2 separate regions of the Sus scrofa genome follow, and region 1 is linked to region 2. Evidence: chromatin contacts called from public HiChIP or PLAC-seq data. All regions are on one chromosome and are shown on one strand. Each heading gives the region's core, a stretch centred on a gene start, on an enhancer-like site or on the middle of the called end of the contact. The rest is flanking DNA. Distances are from core to core; before and after follow the strand shown.

Region 1 (4,382 bases), core at 373-2,872, 440 kb before region 2:
CCTGTGGATTGGGCGTAGATCCCTGGATAGTGATGCATCCTTCTCGTGGTGACAGCAGTTTGGAGCCACTGCAGGGTAGGGCAGGCATTTAGGCTGAAGCATATTCTTGGGGTAAATACCAGCGCACAGCAGGCTCTCCAGTATAATAAGTGGATGTGGAAATTGAGGCTGGAAAGCTTAAATGATGTTCTCCTGGGCTAGAAGCTACACAGTGTCTTCTTTATTCTGGTTGTGCCCACCGCATGTGGAAGTTCCCCCGCCAGAGATCGAACCCGAGCCACAGCTGGGACCTGAGCCACAGCCGAGGGCTTAACCACTAGGTCATCAGGGAACTCGCGGCTACAAAGTGTCTTGAAGGGGAACTCTGGGTCCTGGGCGGACTCCCGGGGCAGCGGCCAGCATCTGGTTCTCAGAAGCCGCAGGCATTCATGGGAGTTTCCTTTCTCCCAGCCTGAGCCAGTGCTTCTCTGTATTTTGCTTATCTTTTGATGATGCCACAGAGAAATGGAATTCAAAAATACATTCTTCTTCCTCCCCCAACCCCTGAACTTCTGAAGAAGATTTCAACCTGACAAACTTGGCATTGTGAGTTTTCTAAATACTGTTGCAAAATCCCAAAGGCTTATACAGTAAGCACCATGCAGATCTGAAGAAAAATCCCCAGTGCATTTTTATCTTTTCTCTGGCAGTGGCAGCTGCATAATTTTAAAAGGAGGCAGCAATTCAGTCTCCTTTCTGGCTCCACTTCTGAGCAAAGATTAAAAAGCTGAAAATCTCGAACTGGATCAAAGAGAAGCTCTAGTTCTATGTGGGCTGTGGAGGCTGCCTGCAGCAGTGGGCTTTGGAGAGAAAAAGCCTCTCAGTGGAAAGAGAACATTCTGGAAACTTCTAGATTTGTTTGCCTCCTTCTCTGAAAGGCCACTCTATGGTACTGCCCCACACAGCCGCTGGCCCTTGGCCCCTTCAGACTGACTCTGAGGGGTGGGGTCCTGGTTGGGCCTGGACCATCCAGGTGTTCAGTGAACAGGTGTTGGTTGGATGAAGGACAAGGCCTCCCTGGCCTAGGGGAGTCTGCTGGAGCCCCCCCCCCCCCCCCCCCCCGTTATAAACCCAGAGCTAGGCGCTTCCCTTTTCTTGGGGCATGGAGCATCTGACACAAGGCGGCCATTCAGAAAATGTTTGTTGAATGAATGAATTTTATAGCATGTGTTTATGAAATTAGCAATACTTCTGGGATTCCTGAGCACTTGTTCTGGGTCAGCTGCCACTTCACATTTTACCCATTCGCTCTGCAGGCCTCACCAGCAGCCTGTGAGCTGAGAAGCATTACTTTTGTCTTAGCCGTGAGATGGCAAGAATGGTTCAGGGTCATCCAGCTGGCAGGTGAAGGAGGCGGGCGACACACCCAAATCCGGGGACTCTAGGGCCCGTGTTCCTGACGGTCCTGGCCCTCAGTGAGTCACTGCGATTGCACGTTCCCACCTGTCACCATCTGGGCCCATTACTGGGCTGGATTCTTTCGCATCCCCGCGCGCGCGCCCAGATGCCAGAGACTCAGCCCAAGGGTGGGCGCGGAGCCGCGCGGCCGGCCTCGCCCAGCAGGTGGCGCTGCGGGGGCGCTGGATCCCGCGCGGGGGCCTGGGGGTCAGGCGGCCGGCGGGGGACCGGATGGGGGGCTCCCAAGGGCGGGCGCTTCCATTTCTGCGTGAGCCAAATCGAGCCGATGTTTTCGTGAACTAAACATTTCGTTTCGGACGAAACACAGTTTGACTCATGAGGACGCGGGTGCCGAGCGCAGGCCTGAGTTCCATCCGTAAGGGTCACCTTTTCCCCGGGGACCGCAGCCTCCCCCCCTAAGAAAGGACTACGGCCCACGCTTGGAAACTGTAAAGTGCTGCTGGAGCCGATTAACCCAGGGGAGGGAAGCGTGTCACTTGATCCCTGGCCGGTTTCCTCCTGTTTGGGCTGAGTCTCTGTGACAGGACTCCTTAGAGCTCAGCCTCAAATGACCGTGGCTGTGTATGGACAGTGACAGCAGCGGATGAAACAAAATCTTGCTTCCTGCCTTACCTGGTCTAATTCTCACACCCCGTTAGGGCAAAATCAAGAAGCAGCATCTAAAACCTGGCCCTGGGAGGGCGTTCCATCGTGGCTCAGTGGTCAGGAACCCAACTAGGATCCATGAGAACCCCGGTTCGATCCCTGGCCTCGCTCAGTGGGTTAAGGATCCGGCGTTGCCGTGAGCTGTGGTGTAGGTCGCAGACGCGGTTCAGATCTGGGATCTGGTGTGGCCGTGGTGTAGACTGGCAGCTGTAGCTCTGATGCGACCCCCTAGCCTGGGAATCTCCATGTGCCATTGGTGTGGCCCTAAAAAAAAAAAAAAAAAAAAAAAAGGCATGACAGGTGACAGCTGTCCTGATAAAGAGGGACCCTCAGAAGGAACCAACTTGCCAACACCCTGATCCTGGACGTTCCGCCTCCAGATGCGTGACCCTGTCAACCTCTGTCGTTGAAGCCCCTCCGTCTGAGGCACTTTGTTGGGCAGCCCGGGACCTAACTTATGAGGAGAGCCGTCCACCAGGAGGCTTGAGATGTGGTGGCGTTTGTAACACTTGGCCTCTCCCCTTGGTGGGCACATCTCCCGTCCCAGGAGTGACATTCTCACAAGGACATCCTAAATATCGCCCCGCCCCCTGGGGGGGGGTGACAGGGAGAGGAAAAGAGAGCATATTTTATTAACTTATCCCCTGCTTATAAAGATGATTCTATATGACAAGATTTAAAAAAAGCAAGGTAATCAGAGAGAAATAAAAATGAGAGGAAGAAAAAAAAATCAGATGATGCCAGGGCGAGGCTGGCATGGAAAGCACAGACGATGATTTAAGGAGCGCTTGGCAGTGTCTTACAAATATAGACTCTTATCCTGCCGACAACCTGGCGAGGCAGGTACTATTATTATCCCCGTCTTACAGGCACAGGAAGGTTATGTAACTTGCCCCGGGGACACCCAGCTACTGGGTGGTGGGCCTGGGATTTGAACCAGGCACCTTGCTGCACGGGTTCCTGCAGCCCCTGCTGCTTCTGAGGTCACGGTCACGCACAGGTGTGTGCGTGGCCACTGGGGCTGGAGCAGAACAAACAAGCAATAATTTTGACGTCTTGCATTTTTGTCTCAGAAAGCATGGCCCTTTTGCCTTTCATCTCGTATTTCTGAATCTGTGTAACAGATGTTGAAAATTAGACTTTTGTTCTGCCTGAGTTTCGCCTGAGACCCTGCTGGCCCAAGGGCGAGGGGGCGGTGGGCCGTCGCTGCAGGGAGCCCAGGCCAACCGACTCCACCTGCACCTGCCTCATCACCTCCAGGGGTTTGGGGAGGCGGAGACCGAGCAGGGGCTTCTCTGGAGAGGGTAAGGGGACCGCCGGGTAGACGGGCATGGGTCTTTGGATGGAGGAGCCCGGGACTGAGATCTGAGTCCCCCCAGAACATTCTGGAGGTGAGAGGCGTGTTCGCTGATGGTGATTAGTGTTGCAAGCTTGTCATTCACTCGCATGTTCATGTCACAGACGTCCCTGGCGGTCCCCGTGTGTGCCAGCTCACGCTGGGTGCTAGAGACAGCTGGGAACGAGACCCACGGCTCTGCCGACCCTGTATTCCAGGAATGGGGCTGTGGCCTCCGTCCCTCCCCTTCCCATGCCCTAAAGATAGTGAACTCTGAGCACGGTTTCTGGTACCCGCTCTGGTGCCCGTTTGGTGCCGGCACTGAGCCTCCTCCCTCTGCTCCTGGAGGGCAGGGGTTATAACCGCCCTTCACAGAGGGAAAACAGAGGCGCCGAAAGAGCACGGGCCGCTGGGTGCCGAGGCCTCCCAGGGCCCTGTTGCCCAGAGCTGGCCTCTCTCCTGCCACCCGAATGCGCTTCTCTTGTTTCCCAAAGTGGAGGGGGGAGGGGTGGAGTCTCCCTGGGGTCCAGCTTTGCGGGGATCTGACCCACACGGCGAGTGTGAATCCTCCCAGGAGCTCCTTCCGGAGACCTCTCAGGCTGATCTGGGGGGAGCCCCCCACCCCGGGGAAGGAGGCTCTAAGCAACTTGCTTTAATCATTGATAGGTTTTTGTCTCGTGAACTGTTCCTGGGAGTTTAAGCAAGTGCTAATTCCATCAGGCTTGTTCTCCCAACGATGATATTGGTTTGTATGAAGAAAAGGCCTAACAGGCAGCCGATTTATCCCAGCCGGACACCCACGGTAACAGGTGCTGTCTCAGCAGGCAGGGCTCATTTCCCTCAGGCAAGGTCTTGGGGAGAAAGGACTCATTTCCAGCAGGAGACCTCTGACGGATGGGGTGGAAGGTGCGGCCCAAGGAGGGAGGAGGTGACGAATTGGGAA
Region 2 (4,365 bases), core at 160-2,659:
GTTGTTCGTATTAAACTCTGCTTGTTCAAATGACTCTGTGGTTCTTCTTACAATTGTCCCAACAAATATTCACTCCCTTTCCCTCCATCCCTGTGGGAGAAATATATTTTCCTGCCCCATCAATGTTGAGCTTGGTTGGCCATGTGACCAGCTTCGGCCAATAGATTTGGGCAGAAATGACAGTGCACCAGTCCTGAGCCTAGACTTTAAGGGGCATCACATGTTTCCACCTGCACCAGGCAGCCACCACCATCCCTCCAGCCTCGTCCCTAAACGACACTGTCCAATTCACGCACCTGAGAACTTGAGGATACTTTTTTTTTGTTTTTTTTTTTTTTGCTTTTTAGGACCAAACCCAAGGCACATGGAGGTTCCCAGGCTAGGGTTGAATCAGAACTGCCAGCCTACACCACAGCCACAGCCACGCCAGATCCGAGCCTTGTCTGTGACCTACACCATCTCACGGCAACACCAGATCCTTAAGCCACTGATGGAGGCCTGCAACTTCATGGTTGCTAGTCGGATTTGTTTCTGCTGTGCCACAACGAGAACTCTGAGGATAAAGTATTAGCATTTTAAGTCACTGAGTCTGGGGGTGGGTGGGTCGGGAAATTGTCACACATCATTATGGTGGCAATGCATGACCAGTATACTGTCTCAGGAGCAGCTGCTGCTAGTATAAGATTGGACATGTGGGCGAATGCATTCATTTGTGCCCTCACAATTCTGTCTAGTGTATTTGATTATTTCTTTTCATAGATAAAATAGCACTAAGTGAAAATAAGGCGCACTTCACATTTTATCTAAAATGGTTTGCAGTTCTAGACAGAGGTGTTTACCTTTCACCTTATCCGATTCAACTCATCTCCTTAAAATACTGATGTAAAGAATGCTGTCTAGGGCGTTCCTTTCATGGCTCAGCGGATGATGAACCCGACTAGGATCCGTGAGGATGTGGGTTCGATCCCTGGCCTCGCTCAGTGGGTTAAGGATCTGGTGTTGCCGTGAGCTGGGGTGGAGCTCGCAGACATGGCTTGGATCTGGTGTTGCTGTGGCTGCAGTTCCCATTCAACCCCTGGCCTGGGAACGTCCGTCGGCCACAGGTGCAGCCGAAGAAAGCAAAAAAAAAAAAAAAAAAAAGAGGGAATGCTGTCCAGGTTTTCACATTGCAAGTAATGGTTTTACATAGGATAGATTCCATCATCTTCATGGAAAAGGGAGAGTCGGAAAAATTAAATTCCCTTGCAGATCTGTCCCCTCTGGGTACTGGGAATAGCAATTTCTAGAAGAAAGGTCTTGATACCACTGCCAAATGGTAGCTTCATAAACATATGCCAAGTGAGCTGTTTTCCATGGGGACGCCTCCTGCAGCTGGCGTCACCCTGCACAGCGAGCAGCTAAAGATACCGCGGTCTCGGCGCTGACGTCAAACGGTTATGAGAATGCCACCCAGCTGATGGCTTTGCTCTGAGTCCCAAAGTGGAAACATGAGCTTTGCCCGCATAAGAAGTTCCAACGAACTTGGCAAACGAATCCTCAAATGCTCCTCGTCATCACTTGTTGGAAAAAGCTCAAGTGATTTTTCATTGTCTCGATTTCTGTGGAAGATCGCCTACTACCCAAAAAGAAAAAAAAAAGGGACAAAAATCAAGTGGGCTATTTCCTAAGGCAGGGCAGAAAGAACAGAGCAGAAAGAAGGACAAGAAGGTCCACTGCTGAAAAAAATAAAATAGATGGAGACTCCTGATCAAGGAGACACATTTTTTAGAAAAGTGGGCTGTGCTGTTTTATTTTTAAAATGACATGCCACGAATGACACACACTGTACAGCATGCATGCTGTGTACTAACCTCTCCCCTAGTTCCAGTTTATTTTTTCTGCCCTTAGTTGCCCTTTGCCCCAATTTCCTTAACTCTAAAAAAATATCCTGTGTGGCATATTTTGATAAGATGTTGGAATGTTAATACAGTGTGAAGCATTAATAAGTAAAAGTGTCATATTTCAAAGGATTAATACCTTTTTAAATTGCCTCTGATGGATGAGTTTAGGCGAATCTGAAAAGAGCACAAATCGAGTTCCCTAATTGAATATAAAAATAAATGTCCCAGATTTCCAAAATCAAGATCTAAACAGCTACTTCAGAATACATATATTTACATGTGTGTTTTATTTGTATATATCATACATGTACACATCTGTATGTTTCATTGTACATATATATGTATATCTATTTATATGAGACCTATAGCTCAAACTTCTAATGAAAGTTCCAGGGGTTTACAGCCCAGCTAAAATAGACTTAGCCATGAATTGCAACACCCAGCTCAAAAACCGGCACTACCGCTTTCGTCAGATTTGCTTCTTTTCACTTTTCACCTGATATCCGTGCCCTGTGTCTTTGTGCCCATGTGTACCAGTCAAGGGAAGAGAGAACTGATCAGTGGTAGAAGAAATGGGACCAGGTAGTAGTATGGTTTTCACAATTTTTTTTTTTGTCTTTTTAGGGCCTCACCCATGGCATATGGAGGTTCCCAGGCTAGGGGTCGAACTGGAGCTGTAGCCACCCGCCTACACCACAGCCACAGCCACATAGGATCTGAATCCCGTCTTCCACCTACCACAGCTCACGGCAACACCAGATCCTTAACCCACTGAGCAAGGCCAGGGATCGAACCCGCATCCTTGTGGATCCTAGTCAGGTTTGTTAAGCGCAGAGCCACGAAGGGAACTCCAGTTTTCACAATTTGATACTTAATATTTCCCCAACTTCTAAAGCGTCGTCCAAACATTAAGACATTTTCCCATGGCAATAGCATAAGCGCGAAGAATTCTAGAACCTTAAAACATAGAGCCAACCAAGGGGTCACCTCTGTCTCTCTGAAGCAAATGTGGAACCGTGAATCACCCATCCTGGCTCTCAGACTTGTTAGCCGTGCAGCCCTGGGCAGGACTGTCATTTAGCCTCTCAAGACCCAGCTCTCTCATTTCTAAAAGGAGGGTCAGGATACCTATCCGACAAGGTAATATGAAGATTAAGCTATTTATATCTCTTACTCCAAAGACTGGCACGTGCTCAACAAAAGCAGTCATTGTTATGAATAGAGAATAATCACAGCGGTCATAAAATGTAAAACGATTCATAAAAACACAACAGATCTAGGGGCAGCTGAAATTGCTACAATTCACTGCCCAAACAAGACACAACGTTTACCTGCCACCCAATTGTCCTTTGGCACCAAATGAAATCCTGCACGAAGAATGATTCTTTGAGAGGGTTGTAAATATATTCTCAGAGTGAAATACGACATGAGAGCCTGTCTGCAGACAAGTGAGTCGGCTTGTGATGCGATGACATTTCTACCGAAGCTGTCATTAGAGAATCTGCAAGAATTTTGCAAAGTACTGGACACGATGTTCAGCTGCTTTGAAAGCTGATGAGCACAGAGCAAGGCATTCATTGCCTTGTTATCAAAAGCGAGTCAGTGTCACGATGTTTTCTGACTGAATAAGTTACCATATGTTAAGCGGAAACAAATGTTGAAAGGCTTGTAGCCAAGCGACACGTCAATAGTTCTGATTTTTTCCACCCTGAACACATTTTAATTCATCCTAACATGACCATCTAAATTCACCAGAGGTTCAGAACTAGCCAAATGGAAAAACAGCTCACAAAATGGGGAATCAGTTCAATCCATGGATTCCCAAACTCTGTGAATGTCAGCATGAACCCGTTTCCCAGGGCTGGTTTTTCTCCTCCCAGTAGTTTGGTAGTTCGTGCTGGACTCATCTGCCTTTATCCCCTGCTTGGGCTTGGGTACAATCCAGGTGCAAATCCTGCTATTGAGGAGAGTATTTCAGATGGTTTTTGTTTGTTTGTTTGTTTGTTTTTGGCCAAGCCCAAGGCATACGGACGTTCCCCAGGGCCAGGGATTGAACTTGCGCCACAGCAGTGACGACATGGGATCCTTAACCCGCTGAGCCGCCAGGGAATTCCAAGGAAGTACTTTTTTGTTTGTTTGTTTCTAATCTTTTTTTTTTTTTTAGGGCATATGGAAGTTCCCAGGCTAGGGGTGAATCCGAGCTGTAGCTGCTGGCCTATGTCACAGCCACAGCAACGCCAGATCTGAGCCGTGTCTCTGACCTACACCATAGCTCACAGCAATGACAGATCCTTAACCCACTGAGCGAGGCCAGGCATCGAACCTGCGTCCTCATGGATGCTAGTCGGGTTCACTAACCGCTGAGCCACACAGCGGGAACTCCTATTTTGAAACTTATGAGTTTGAAAGTTCATTGTTCTGATCCAAAATGTTATTTTGGATGTTTCAAAACTCTATGTGTAAAGATGGATAGAAATAAAACTAG

Evidence for each region. HiChIP or PLAC-seq counts read pairs in DNA pulled down with a chosen protein or histone mark.
Region 1: an H3K27ac HiChIP or PLAC-seq map of skeletal muscle shows a contact between it and region 2, with 4 times the contacts expected there. The contact joins two enhancer-like sites. A contact is called at or near these places in 7 of 47 Hi-C or Micro-C datasets (brain, embryonic fibroblasts, heart right ventricle and 4 more) and 1 of 2 datasets of contacts at active chromatin or transcription factors (skeletal muscle).

Annotation. Positions count from the first base shown.
Region 1 is chr3:125,722,566-125,726,947 of Sscrofa11.1, reverse strand. No RefSeq gene overlaps it. Among named protein-coding and RNA genes, the nearest start is that of PDIA6, 27 kb to the left of the region's middle. Within about 2 kb of position 1,622, at least 10 of the 83 cell types and tissues checked have an H3K27ac peak or open chromatin away from gene starts, as enhancers often do. A contact at or near this core is called in skeletal muscle, where this site is marked.
Region 2 is chr3:125,282,790-125,287,154 of Sscrofa11.1, reverse strand. No RefSeq gene overlaps it. Among named protein-coding and RNA genes, the nearest start is that of E2F6, 37 kb to the right of the region's middle. Within about 2 kb of position 1,409, at least 12 of the 83 cell types and tissues checked have an H3K27ac peak or open chromatin away from gene starts, as enhancers often do. A contact at or near this core is called in skeletal muscle, where this site is marked.